Regions from separate parts of the Macaca mulatta genome. Here region 1 is linked to region 2. A link is a contact called in public Hi-C data. All regions are on one chromosome and are shown on one strand. Each heading gives the region's core, a stretch centred on a gene start, on an enhancer-like site or on the middle of the called end of the contact. The rest is flanking DNA. Distances are from core to core; before and after follow the strand shown. Region 1 overlaps NSMCE1 (NSE1 homolog, SMC5-SMC6 complex component). Region 2 has its middle 46 kb from the start of KDM8.

What was found. Hi-C and Micro-C count contacts between places; a contact is called where the count stands out from the background.
Region 1: a Hi-C map of CD4 T cells shows a contact between it and region 2, with 2.4 times the contacts expected there. The contact joins two enhancer-like sites. A contact is called at or near these places in 2 of 14 Hi-C or Micro-C datasets (CD4 T cells and liver).

The regions. Positions count from the first base shown.
Region 1 is chr20:26,778,625-26,786,223 of T2T-MMU8v2.0, forward strand. It overlaps NSMCE1 (NSE1 homolog, SMC5-SMC6 complex component), which reads right to left. Exons shown (of 9, transcript XR_013411612.1): 3 at 4,269-4,390; 4 at 3,401-3,478; 5 at 2,221-2,367; 6 at 1,213-1,360. Among named protein-coding and RNA genes, the nearest start is that of KDM8, 32 kb to the left of the region's middle. Within about 2 kb of position 4,662, at least 16 of the 40 cell types and tissues checked have an H3K27ac peak or open chromatin away from gene starts, as enhancers often do. A contact at or near this core is called in CD4 T cells, where this site is marked.
Region 2 is chr20:26,701,762-26,708,425 of T2T-MMU8v2.0, forward strand. No RefSeq gene overlaps it. Among named protein-coding and RNA genes, the nearest start is that of KDM8, 46 kb to the right of the region's middle. Within about 2 kb of position 5,135, at least 5 of the 40 cell types and tissues checked have an H3K27ac peak or open chromatin away from gene starts, as enhancers often do. A contact at or near this core is called in CD4 T cells, where this site is marked.

The sequences.
Region 1 (7,599 bases), core at 3,412-5,911, 76 kb after region 2:
TCTCCAGACACCAAGGGCAGACAAAGGGCAAGTCAAATCATAAAGCTGGGGGCACGCCCTGCAAGCCATGCACAATGGTGGTGGCGTGTGCTAGGCACGCATGCTCTTGGGTGCAAAGCAGGCTGCAAAGTGTTGTGAAATGGAATGTTGGGGCACTTGGCTCTAGGGGCTGGGATAACAGGTGACTTCAGTGGGTTTCTTTATGCATCTTGACATGTTGTAATCCTCCTATAATGAACAGGTATTTCCTGTAACATTTTTTGTAAGTTTTAAACTCTGTTCCTCTGTAACCTCATCCACCCGTTCAGTCATCCAATCAGCAAGCATTTATTGAGCGCCTGAGGTGCCACGCACTAGATTCTGCAATGGGAATCAGCCATGAAGAGGTCATAACCCTTGCCCTTAAGAAACTTGGCCCATGGCTGGGCACAGTGGCTCACACCTGTAATCCCAGCACTTTGGGAGGCCGAGATAGGCAGATCACCTGAGGTCAGGAGTTCGAGACTAGCCTTGTCAATATGGAGAAACCCCGTCTCTATTAAAAATACAAAAATTAGCCAGGCATGGTGGCACATGCTTGTAATCCCAGCTATTTGGGAGGCTGAGGCAGGAAAATCACTTGAAGCAGGAGGTGGAGGTTGCAGTGAGCCGAGATTGTACCATTGCACTCCAGCCTGGGCAACAAGAGCGAAACTCCATCTCAAAAAAAAAAAAAAAAAAAAAACTTGGCCCTAAGAGGGGCTGCACCACAAGCGAGAATCGTCAGTTATAACCTCAGCAGACCCTAGAACATTCTCTAGTACCAAATACAGCCCGGAGGGCAAGAAAAACTGTGACAAAGCCATTGATGGGAGCTGCAGTCCCCAAACTGGGGCCTGAACTCGGCCCTGCCACTCTCAGGGTGTCCGATGTCATCCAGACCCCTGAGCTGTTGTCCGATGTCATCCAGACCCCTGAGCTGTCAGCTAAAAACTAAGCTATGGAGCCACTGCAGGACAGCAGGCAGCCTCCGAGACAGGACATACGGGAATGTGCCCAGCAGATCCTGCACTCACCAGGAGCTCCCAGCCCTGACCTCACCCCTGTGACCTCTGCCCTCACCCCGTGACCTCTCCACCCTTTCTTCCCATCAGGTACCCCAGGAACTGAATTTGGGTCAGGTTCCTGGTACAGGCCCACCCTACACAGAAATTAGTAACTCAGAACACAGACTTCCCCAATCCGGAGGCAAGCCTTCCTGAACAGGAAGTGGAGAGTCGCTGCAGCCACAAGCAGCAGCCTCTGGCCACAAGTCCGACCACCAAGTGAGGAAGCGGGAACCCGACGTGAGCGCGTCCTCAACACACACGGGCACGAGCATCTGGGAGGGCACAGCAATGGTCAACTCAGCAAACACTACGCTGTTGAAAACAGGGGTGCCTTTTGTGGAAAAAGAACTGAAACATTTGTTCTGCTCCATTCAGCAGGACTAGACGTGGGGGCGGGGCAGCATCTAGAAACTGGAGCTGCAGTGGGGCCTGTCCCAGACGTCACAGCTCCTTTCCTAAAGCTTGTCTGTGCCTCTTCTAAGTACTGACCCTGAGGAACTCACTGCTGACAAAAACAACAGTGGTAACGTCGCCAATTCCTCTGCTGCCTCCCCCGCGAGCCAGCCAGCGCAGCACGGAGCACGTTACTGTGAGGTCCCATTCCTGCTCCTGACACACCCAGCCCCAAAGGGGAAACGACAACTTCCCTCTTACAGGGAACCTGAGGTCACCTGGCTCAGGGTTCAGACCCGGGTCAGACATCACAGCCACACTCTCAGCCACGGAACTGCCTCTGCCTTGCAGTCTGTGGGCTAGAGGCTTGGTCCCGGGGCCCAAATCCCGGGTGCAGCTCCTGGCTCTGCCATTCTGGCTGTGGCATCCTCAACACATCATGTGGGTGAACAGGGAGTGGGAGGCAGGAGAGGTGAGGCCCAGATCCTCCCCATGGGGTCACTGCTGGAATGCGTGAAAGCAGATAAGGGATCTGAGAAGGCTGGGCTCCACAGACATCAGTTGGCTAGAAATACGATTTTGGAGACAAAACTGCTATTCACTCAAAAGAGTGAAAGCAGATAAGGGATCTGAGAAGGCTGGGCTCCACAGACATCAGTTGGCTAGAAATACGATTTTGGAGACAAAACTGCTATTCACTCAAAAGAGTGAGCCGGACTGGAAAACCATGAGACAGTACCTCAATTAGCCACTTGTTTTGGACAAACTTCTGCAGCACCTGCTCCGCTTCCTTCTTCCTCATCTTCTTGCCTTTAAGTTGATCAACCAGGTTCAAAATGTTTGTGGAAGACGCAAAGCCAGTTTCTGAGTCAATAATTAGTTCCAGCTGGAAGAAAGAGCAGGTACCATGCTTCTCTATTAAAATGGCAAAAATAACTTTTAAATGGTAATACTAAGTCTGGCAGGGGTGCAGTAAGGCCACTCGGATCACAGGCAGAACTGCACACTGGCACGGTATTCGGGGAAAACAATGTAATACGCATCAAGAGTCAGGACTGTGCTCAGTTCTTTTGACTCAGAGGTCACTTCGATAACATCCTCCCAAATAAATCATCTTAATGTCCCCAAATCAATAAGGGTCACCTTGCCTCACAGCTGGCCTCAGAGGCAGCGAGAGACAGACACGGCAGGCAGGAACCTCTGGAGAAGACAGGTTCCTGCACACGCAGATGTGTGCTCAGCTCAGCACCTGCTCCTCAACCCTGGCAGCTAATAAACCCCAGGAGAAGACCTCAAAGGAATGATTCCAACACCTGGTTCTCAGAGATTCAGATTCGACAGATCCCAAGTGGGGCTGAAATGTCTGAATTCTTTCTCACCTCTGCAGTTATGTAGGCCCGAGAACCACTCTTAGCCATATGTTTGACCAGAGGGCCGAGCAAGTAGCTCTGAAGCCTGGTAGAGCAATGCCGCTCAAATGTGCACATGCAAATGATTCAGCGGGCACCTGGCAAAAATGCAGATTCGGACTCAGCAGTCTAGGGTAGGGACTGGGACTGGGCCTTTCTAACAAGCTCCCAGGTGATGCTGCTGCTGCTGCTGCCTTTCCCAGATGGCACTTAACAGCAGCCAGGTAGGAACGCCTGTTACTACCAGTGAGGCCCTGCTCTTGCCCATCCAGCTGGGGCTCACACCTGGCCCAGCACTTCCTTCCCAGGCAGCCATGGGGGCCCCTGACAGCTGTGAATTCCAGATGGGTAGACAGTGATATCTCCCTGCAAAGCGTTTCCTCAGACAGCAGTGGTGGCCCACGTCCCCCGCAGTGATCCTTGAAGACTGCAGTTGCCACTTCTAACGACTGAGAAAGAACTTTCCCATAAGAAGCCCAGCCAATGGGCGACGGGGATTACTCTACTTACAGCCTTTCTAAACAGATCCAGTTCATTCTCTGCAAAATCCGTAGCCATTTTGGAAATTGAAGTTGTAGCAAGATTCACCTAAGAAATAAGTCAGCGCAACAGTCAGGCTGTGCCCTTCGCGTGTTGGTTAACGTGTCGCTGGCTCTCCCTCCCTCCCCTCCTCCGTCTCTGGCCAGTCACTGAGCTCCTGTATCCAGGCACTGCGAGCCGCAGGATGGATCTGTAACCAGGCATATACTACAGACTTTATTCTTTAGCTCAGTCAACATGCTAGACCCTCAGAAGTTTCAGAACTCCAGAGGGTGTGCAGTATTTTCCAAACTCAGATAAATTTGGGAGATTTGTCTACATGTTAATGGAGCTTCAAATGCAAAAGGCACTGAGAAGTCCGACAGCAAGGAAATCTGCTTTGCCGTGTCTGACCAGCATTTCCATAGTTCTTTGCCTGTGTAATGTTTTGGAAACCCTGGACTAGAGTGCTCCTTTCTGAGTGTGAGCCTGGCTGGGAGCAGCCAGATGTCCTCTGACCAGCCCGAGGTGTCTCCTAGCCAGGGATGGGGCATGTCAGCTTCCCACTCCTGTGTTTTCACCCTGATCCCTACCTGTGAGAGTAAATCTGAAAACCACTGAAGACCCCACGTGGGTCGCAATCCTTGACACTCCTACACACTGTTTCTTTTCATCGCTTCTATGTCTTATTCTAAGTAAAAAACCATTTCTCCCTTTATTCCTAATATTCCATACATTTGGAGTGACTTCTTTACAAAGAACTGTCCAAAAGAGAAATCAAACCAAAGCAAACACGGGCTGCCTGGGCCCTGTTCCAGCTCCTCAAAAACACCACTAGAGGGCTCTGCCGGGCACTCACCAACGCATAAATGGGTCTCCCGTCATCTTCCGTGACTCCTCTCTTTATCTCAATATACAAGGACTCCAAGACACTGTTAATGTTGTTGATGAAGTCCTCCAACTTATCTACAGTGGCATTGCCTGGAAATAAACAGACCAAAAAAGGGGTGTGATGGGGGGCCTCATCAAAAAAACGTAGTTTGCTTGAATCATTCCATCCCATCTCAACACAGGGGACAGCAACCCCAGACACGGGCGGAGGCTGCAGCCTCTTGGGTGAATGCCAGTGCCGTGTGGCTTCTTTCTTCCTGGAGTACTTGGAAGACAAACAGACAACAGATGGAGGGCGTTGTGAGGCAGGAGGGCCGGGGAGATGCTATCTGCAACCACGGAGGCTGCCGCGGGCTTCCTGTCTTTGCTCGCTGCCTCCCGATGAGAGTCTGGATCAGCACCTTCAGCGTATCACTCAATGACATGCTCAGAGCGTGCACTAAGCTCCCGCTGCACACACATCCCATCCCATCTCAGCCGTTCTACCTCGTCCCCAGTGCCCCGCGAGAGGCCTCTGTCCCTTTGCGTCCCCACACGTCTTAGGTGGAGCTTTATTCCTTTCTTTTTTTATTCAGTGTCCACTTATCCTCACTTACATGCCAGGCTTGTGCTAGGTCCTGGGCTGGAACAGTAAGAATAACAACAACCGGGGTGAGAAGGGCGGCTTGCAGCAAGCCCTCAGCATGGAGAGGCCCTGTCCCGGGCACCCTTTGTCATCATGAATCCACCCTCCAGCAGCTCTCTGGGCACAGGGAAAGAGGCTGAGACGCAGAAAGGTGAACTGACTCACCCAGAGTTGTACCACAAGGCCGGGGCTTTGACCTCTCTGTCACCCACCTCCCCTGGCCCTGCCAGCAGGACGCTCACAGCCCAGGGGCCACCATCCAGGTCCATCAGTCTGAGGAGGGGGTACCCACAGTATGGCCGGGGGCTCAGCTGAATGGACACTGATCAGCCAGGGAAGGAAGGAGGGCAGAGAGGCTGCGGTGGGGAAGGGAGCCAGATCACACAGGGCCTGTGGCCGGGGACAGCAGGGCCTTTCTCCTGTGGCACCAGGAAGCCTCTGAGCACTGGAAGCAGTGGAAGGACATGTCCAGCGCTGTGTACCTTTCATGCTGTGAGACAGTCATGTCTTTTGAGACAGTCTCACTATCGCCCAGGCCGGAGTGCAGTAGCGCAATCTTGGCTCACTGCAACCTCCACCTCCGGGTTCAAGCAATCCACCTGCCTTAGCCTCCCGAGGAGTTGAGATTACAGGCGCCCACCACCACGCTCAGCTAGTTTTTGTATTTTCAGTAGAGATAGGGTTTTACCATGTTGGCCAGGCTGGTCTCGAGCTCCTGACCTCAGGTGATCCGCCCACCTCGGCCTCCCAAAATGCTGGGATTACAGGAATGAGCTTGTGCTGCGAAACTTTTTAAAGCAAGAGTATGTATTACTGTTTTCACTGTTTTTATGTATTAAAATAAATAATTTCAAAAGATTCATGCCTTAGAAAATCATTTTGGAAAAAAAACTGCAAGAAAAAACAGACAATCTGATACATTTCGTGTGAAACAAAAACAGAACCAATGAAACGGTCCCACAGGAAAAGGCCCAGCAGGTTGCCCACTGGACTGATGACCAAGGCCACTGCCAGGAAGGGACTAAACGGGGGTCATCACAGCGCCCTCACGCTGTGTGTCTATGTTTGATTTCTTATAGACAGAGGCATTTCTAAGCTACCCATACAACTCAAGATCCATAAAGTTAAAAAAAAAAAAAAAAAAAAAACAAGATCACGCTGGTGAAAATGGAGGACATAGCCGTGTGAAAGAGTCAAGGACAACCCAGGCCAGTGAGCTCTATCAGAGGATCAGACTGTGGGCGCCCAGAAAAGCCAAGAACAAAGCCCAGGGCAGTGACACTAACGCGCCATGCTCAGCGAGGAGCTAACCTTCCATTTAAATAAAGTTTTTAAAAGGCAGTTTAAATTAAAAAGTAGTCATAATAAGTGGGTGGAACATGGACATGGTGCAATCGTAACATGAGACAATGGCATCTGGCCTCGGTGGCTGGAGAGCAGGCATCAGGACTGAGAGGCATGGCCTGACTTCCTGCCTCCACGCCTCTGCTCACGGGTCCCTCCTTTCTGAAAAGCTCTCCCTCCACTGCTGCAGCCACCTCGATGGCCTGTTTTTCCAGGAAATGTTCTCTTCTGCCCCCGATGCTGTCTTCCTCTTCCACACCACGCAAGGCAGCTCTTCGCTGGCGTGGGAGCCAAGCTGTTCCGTACCTGCCTGTGCCGGTGACTTGGGCAGACACGCTTTTCCACCCCCAAGGGCAGCCAGTGCTGGGGAGCTCAGACGCAAGGGGCCCAGACACCAAAAAGCCTTGCTCAGTGCAGAGTGAGTGACAGGAGCCCTGTCCACCCAGTGTGACACCAGGGCAAGTCCCACCTCCCTCTGAAACTGACAACTCACATTTTCCACTAACGAGGCCCCTCCTGGGTGTCACTGAGAACAATGTGCCCTGTGGGCAGATGAGAGGCATTCTGATCTACTGGACTTTCCAGACACCCCATTGCGGGGAGGCAGCCAGCAGCCCTCTCTGCCCTTCCCCTCTCCCCACTGCCTCTGGTTTGGCGTCCGGCCTCATTTTTCAGAAACCATGAATGTTTTGCTGTATTTTTATCTGACCAACCACTTCCTCCTACTGTACTCGCTCACTGCAGACACCAGCCACCGCCTGGGCGCTCCCATTCTCTCCGCTATCGCCCTCTCCTTCCTTCCACACGCTTCCTGCATCAGGGTCGTGTCCACGATCTCCATCACTGACCCTGTAACTGTTTCTCATGGAGGCCCCACGCCCTTGCAGCGCCTCTTAATTGTGACCTGAGAAGAAACTTCTCTTACGCTCAGCAAACCCCTCAACTGACTCCTTTTGGCAGCAACAGAGGCGGTGTGGTGCCATGGGACTGGCAGCAGGGTGTGGGCTCCAGCCCGTCCTGCCCTCCCGCTCTGTGGGGCCCTGTGAGAGTCTCTCCCCGACTTCTCATCTCTAACAGCCACACACGGTCTCACCTCCAGCCTCACACATGTCCAGAACCCTCTTCCCTCCCGCCTCTCCACCACTACCCCTGGCTGGACCCCAGCCTCCTGGTCCTCTGGCAGCCTGCTGTACAGGCCTTCCCCAACCAGATGAGCTGCACTTCCCAGCTCTGTCCTCCCACGGCTCCAGCACTTCCTTCCTCATCACACGGTGCTCCAGCTGCTGTGTCCGGCCACCCTGAAACAGGAGTCAGCTGGTGACGCCTGCCA
Region 2 (6,664 bases), core at 3,885-6,384:
CTCGTAAGAATTTAGTGCTGCGGCCAAGATACACGGGATTAATTTCTGTGATGGCTGAAGCTTGTAGCCTTGGGGGCTGTGAACTATGGCCTCCATATGAACAGAAAATCTGAGAAAGTATATCTGTGTGGATGGACAGAGAGAAACAGAGATGAGATGTAGAAAGTCAGACACGGTGACACGCACCTGTAGTCCCAGCTACTCAGGAGGCTGAAGTGAAAAGATTCCCTGAGCCCAATAATTCAAGACCGGACTGGGCAATATAGCAAAAGCTGCCCCCCAAATAAATAAATAAATAAATAAATAGTCATGTGCTTCTTTATTAAATTTATTTTCAACCTGAGAAAGCTGAATGAAGAAACAGCAACAACCACAACCCCAAAAAAGAGAGAAAAAAGGCACGCTGATACCTTTCCACTTCCCAGCTCCAGGCCGTTTCTTAAGACTCAGGGATATTCCTGCCTTAACTTTCATGAGACACCTCCATATCCTAGTCAGAGTCCTTGGTTGCCAGCAACAGACTCCACTATGGCTGCTTTAGGTCACAGAGGCATTCATCAAAGGACATTAGTCAAGTCTCCGGAAGAACCGGAGAATCAAGCTTGGACCCCACAAAGCCAGAAGTCCTCAGATTACACTGCAAGAATATTGCAATCAGGCCCCTACAGTTACCCCGCACACTGCTAGTGCCAGGCCCCTCCTCATGCTATTCCTGAGAACTGGGTTGTGTACTCCTGCTGCAAGGAAAGCTGCAAAACAGCTCTCCTGACTTCTGACATGGAGAGGCAGGGCTCCTAAATAAAGAGACTTCCCACAGCTGTTCAAAAGAAACCACACTGGCCAGGAGCAGCAATGCACGCCTGTAGTCCCAGCTACTCGGGCGGCTGAGGCAGGAGGATCACTTGAGCCCAGGAGTTCAAGTCTAGCCTGGGCAACATGGCAAGATCCCGTCCCCCCCAAAAAAAAAGGAAGAAAGAAAAAAAGAAACAACATAAGCACATTGCATTACAAATATCTGCTACATCATTGTGGTAACTTCTGGCTGCAACAGAGTCTTATGATAAAACTCTGTGCCCCAGCTTTGATCACTGGAACAAGCTGGACAGGTCCATTTTCTTGTGGGGGTGAGACCAAGGAGGTGCCCAGGATGGAAAACTTAAGGAGGCCCTCACTATCAGGCTCATGAAAGTGCAGGGTCAGCTCCTGAGAGTAGGGCCTCCTTAAATGTTGTGCCTTGGCTGCCTTACTTGCCTTATTCCCCTCCAGGCTCTGCTTCTTGCTGCTCCTAAAGGCCTTTGCTCTCTGGATATTTCTCAGTCTTCCTGCAAACGCAGATGGTAGTCCCACGCCTACCAGTCTTCCGGGGATATCCCAACGTGCCCAAGTCCACTTAGAATCCACTGGAATCTCTGATACATTTGTTTGAGGTACTAATTAGTTAATACTGGGCCAGATACAGTGGCTCACACCTGTCATCCCAGCACTTTGGGAGGCTGAGGCAGGAGGATCACTTAAGCCCAGGAGTTGGAGACCAGCCTGGACAACACAGTGAGACCCGCATCACCACACACAAAAAAAGTGTTTTTTTAATTATCTGGGCATGGTAACTTGTAACCTTGGGAGCTCTGAAACATGGTCCCCACATGAACAGAAAATCTGAGAAAGCATATCTGCGTGGGTGGACAGAGAGAAAGAGATAAGAGGTAGTAATGTGGGCAAGATGGCCTATGCCCGTAGTCCCAGCTATTCAGCAGACTGAGATACCAGGTCACTTGAGCCCAGGAGGTTGAGGCTGCAGTGAGCTATGACTGTACCACTGCAACTCCTGCCTGGGCAACACAGCAAGACCATGTCTCTAGAAAAGATAAAAACAAAATAAAATAAAAAATGAGTTAACAACGATAGCACTTCTTGCACACTTACCTTGTGCAAACACGTAGGTGTTTGATCAACGCTACAGCTCTAAGCAGTATTCACTACCATTATCCCCATTTTCCAACTTCTGAGGCATAGACAGGTGAAGGGGCTTGCTAAGATCACATAGCAAGCAGCAGAACCAGGATTCGGACCCAAATCTCCCCACTGCCCCTATCAAGCCCCTTCAAGGAAAGCAGCTGCCCGTCTTTGAAAGCCAAGGAAACAGTGGAAATGACAAGTATTAACCCACTCGAGGCATGTTAGAAAGACTGTGGAGCTGTTCAATCCTCGGGGCTTAAATCCGCTAATTACAGTTACGGTCAATGGCATTAGTGTCAGTGCTCATTCTCTTACCAAGGCGGTGACGATGGAGCCCACAAAGCCCGCCCAATCCGCCAACCACAGGCTCTTGAAATGAGTTGAAATCTGCCTGCTTCTGACCGGTCATCTGGGGCCGGATTCAAGCCTCCAGGCTCAGTCTCTTTTCTCTCTGCGGTCTGGCTCGGAGGACAGGTTGTTTTCTTCAGAATCCCCACCCAGACCCAAAAGACGACGGCCTTCCAGAGGCCATACACGACCTTGGCGATGGGAAGCAGATTTTTGTCATTTTCTTCTTTTAGCCAAGGGACATTTAATTAAGGCTCACAAAACCCACCTAACATATGATCATAATTATATCAGCATATTGGGGCTGGGAAGCTTTGAAGCCCAGTTACAAGTTGGTCAAAGACAGGCATGCAGAGGCCTGGAGAGGGTTGGTAGAGAGGGGAAAATGTACTCTCTGGTGACCCCAAAGCAAAGCCCGTAAGGGAACAGTAGGTGGGATTCACCTGTGGGATAATGGGAGGGGAAGGCAGAAGCTAGGTTCTGGGGCGTGTTTTGATATTGGAGAAACTCACGCGTTTTACAGGATGAACTTCTGCTCACAGCAACTGTTTAGGCAGGGAATGGTGGTGAATAAGGCATGAATGAGAGCCCAGTAATCACTGATGATGGCAATGACGGAAAACACAAATCACAGTCTCTTTTATCAGCCCGTTTACATCTTCGGCATTTAACATGAGCCTAAAGCCCAGGAGAGACTCGGACAGTGTTCGTGACTTGTGCAGGGTTGTATTGGTGCTGGTGAAAATACTGGTGATGGCGGCCAGGAGCCGTGGCGCGCACCTGTAATCCCAGCACTTTGGGAGGCCTAGGCAGGAGGCATCGCTTGAGGCCAGGAATTAGAGACAAGCCTGGACAACATAGTGAGACCCCATCTCGGAAAAAAAAAAAGTTTTTTAATTAGCTGGGGGAGTGCATATTCAGGGCAACATCAATGTATGCTCCCAGGTTACAAAAATTTAAAAATAAATAAAAATTAGCCAGGCATGGTCGTTGCGCATGCCTGTTGCCCAGGAGTTTGAGGTTCTAGTAAGTTATGATCATGCCACTGCATGTTAGCCTGGGCGACAGAGCAAAAACCTCTACCTAAAAAAAACAAACAAACAAAAAAAAGGTAGCTGGAGGGACAACAGTGACGGCAAGCACAGTGGAGTGATCATGACACTGCTGGGTGTGGCTAATGAAGCTGGCCACTGAATGGTGGTGTGAATGGTGCTGTGAACAGGCTCATAGAGTCGGGCGGTGATGCAGGCAGTGTAGGCGGAGATAGTGGCAGGAGAGAAGCAGTCATGGCGGGGGATGGAAGGATTGATGATGCTGGTAGCGGTGCTGATGAGGGTGTCAGGAAGATGGTAGACATGGTGACATTGACAGTTTGGTGATGGCTCAGTGGTGGTGGCAGTGGCCAGGGTGATGGTTACTGTCATGGTCATAATACAGAAAGGACGGTGGGTCGGCGATGGGCTGGTAGTGACATAGTATGAGGAGGACAGTGGTGCATAGTGGCCCATGCTGAACGAGGATGGTGGTGATAGGGGTGGTGACAGTGGTAAGGGAAGAAAGATGAAAGAGGATGGAGGAGGGAGGGAGGGAAGAAAGATCCTGGAGCACCAGCGTCATCAGTCTATGGACAGGAGCTTAGTTCCGTTTCTTACCCTTTGGTCACTAAAAGTCAAAAAGCTCATTGTCCGCCAGGTCAGGGACCCTTCCCCTGCCACCACTTTGGCTGAAATGCACAATCCTGCCCTGCGACAACACCCTTCCTGGTGGGAGGATTGGCACAGACAGGGTTTCATGAATGCATACACACCCTCCCGCTCACTATTGTCTAAACCATTAAGTCAGTTCCCCGGGGAGTAAAGACAGCAGTACCATGTGGTAGTTAAGATTCCGGGCTCTGGAGTCCTCTTCGATTTAAATTCTCGATTGTGCTGTGTGACCTTGGATGAGTTGCTTAACCTCTCTGAGCCTCAGTTTCTTCATATGTAAAATGAAGCTCATAACAGCACCTGCCACCCAGGATTGTAGTGAGAAGGATGGGAGACAATGCTGTAAAACACATGGCCCATCGGGGAGTCATGGCTCAGTGCCCCATGGGGAGTCAATGATGTTGGTTACCCCTGTTATCATCTACCACTGCTTTTGGAAAAGCAGGAGGGAGGCTGGGTGCAGTGGCTCACGCCTGTAATCCCAGCACTTTGGGACACCGAGACAGGTGGATCACTTGAGGTAAGGAGTTCGAGACCAGCCTGACCAATATGGTGAAACCCCCATCTCCACTAAAAATACAAAAATTAGCTGGGCATGGTGGCATGCACCTGTAATCCCAGCTATCTCTAGTCGGGAGGCTGAGGCAGGAGAATCACTTGAACTCGGGAGGCAGAAGTTGCAGTGAGCTGAGATCGTGCCACTGCACTCCAGCCTGGGCAACAGAGTGAGACTGTCTCAAAAGAAAAGAAAAGCAGGAGGGAGATACAATAGACCCTGATCTCCAGGATTCTGGGAGGTGAGGGAGTTGGCATCAAAAGTCTCCCCTTTTCCCAGACTCTGCAAGCTCTTCAGCGCCATCTGTCGGTGCAAACACACTCAGCAGGTCACAAGAGACAGGTTGTTCACACAGCAGCCGCGGCAGAAGTTAAGCCAGAACCCCATCACAACGGGCATCAATGAGTCGAGCCGGTTTGCCTCTGGCTGAGACGGTAGGGACAGGCTCTCCACTAGAGCAGTCTGATAGTGTAACTTAAGTGCCCCTCTTGCACACATAGTCTCCAAATCTGATCTCAGCCCTCTGGAAGTTCCGGGATCTATTGAATCATGTTGTATTCTTCCTCTACTTAAGTTTGCTGGTGTGGTTTCTGTGGTTTGCAACGAAGAATCTTGAGTGATAACGCTGAGTTCTAGCCTGACTGATAAAGCTGAGTTCTGGCCGGGCATGGGTAGCTCATGCCTGTAATCTCAGCATTTGGGAAGGCCAAGGCAGGAGGGTTGCTTAAGGCCAGGAGTTCAAGATCAGCCTGGGCAACATAGCAAGACTCTGTCTCCACAAATAAAAAAACACAAAAATTGGCCAGGCATGGTGGTGCATGCCAGTAGTCCCAGCTACTTGGGAGATGGAGGTGGGAGGATCACTCGAGCCCAGGAGAGCAAGGCTGTGGTGAGCTATGATCACACCACTGCACTCCAGCCTAGGCAACAGAGTGAGACCTTGTCCCCACTACCCCACTCCTACTCAAAAAAAAAAAAAAAAAAGAGGTCATTTCTAAGGCTTTGAGTCTGTCTCCGTTGACCAGAAACTGTCCTTGTTCAAGCTGCAGTTTCACGTTAGCCCTAAACCCCCTGCAAGGGGGCGGCACTGTCTGGAGAGGTTTGGCAGGCCAAGCCCCAGAGGACAGGACACTAGTCACTGCTTCATTCATTTTCAACCAAAATGTATGGAAAGCCCGTTATGCACCAAGTACCCCACAGTCCACTGGAGAAGTCACTATGGCGTTAGTATGTGGTGCCTGCTGTGACAGGAGCCGCAAAAAGAATAGTGATAATGTCAACAGACACTTATTTAGTTCCTGCCATGCAATTCTAAGTACATTTGTCTCTTAAACAATGCAGGCGTTGGGACACAAAATCCCCACACAGTTGAAGTCTTAGTATAACTTTTTTTTTCCCCCAGAAATGGTGTCTCGCTCTGTCCCCCAGGCTGGAGTGCAGTGGCACAATCTCAGTTTACTACAGCCTCCGATTCCTGGGCTTAAGGAATCCTCTCGTCTCAGCCTCCCAAGTAGCTGGAATTACAGGTTCATACCACCAACCCCGGCTAATTTTTTTTTTTTACTTTTTGTAGAGACAGGGTCTCTCTTAGTTGTCCAGGTTAGTCTCAAATTCCTAGGCTCACTCAGTCTGCCTACCTCAGCCTCCCAAAGTGCTGGGATTACAAGTATGAGCCACCACACCCAGCCTCAACTGTACTTTAATTCACCTAATTTCCACTATACTTAATTCCCACTTTATTAATTCCCATATTATTATTCTCATTTTACAGATAAGGAAATCAAGGCAGAGGGAGGTTAAGCTTCTTTCCCAAAGTCTCATGGCTTATCCAAGACTTGAGGCCAAGCAGTCTAACTGGGTTCAGCTCTTAACCACTCGATTATACTGTTTCTCTAAGGCTATTTAGTGGCACATAATAGAGGCACCTAACCTGGTCTTGGGGGATAAAGGAGCTAGGGAAGTTTGCCTGGAAGCACTGTTGTCTACCCTAAGGCCTAAAAGATCAGTAAGAGACAGTGAGGTGAAGCGATGGGAAAAGAATGATCTCGGCAGAGGGAACAGGATGTACAAAGGCCTGGAGGTGAGAGAAAGCTACAGC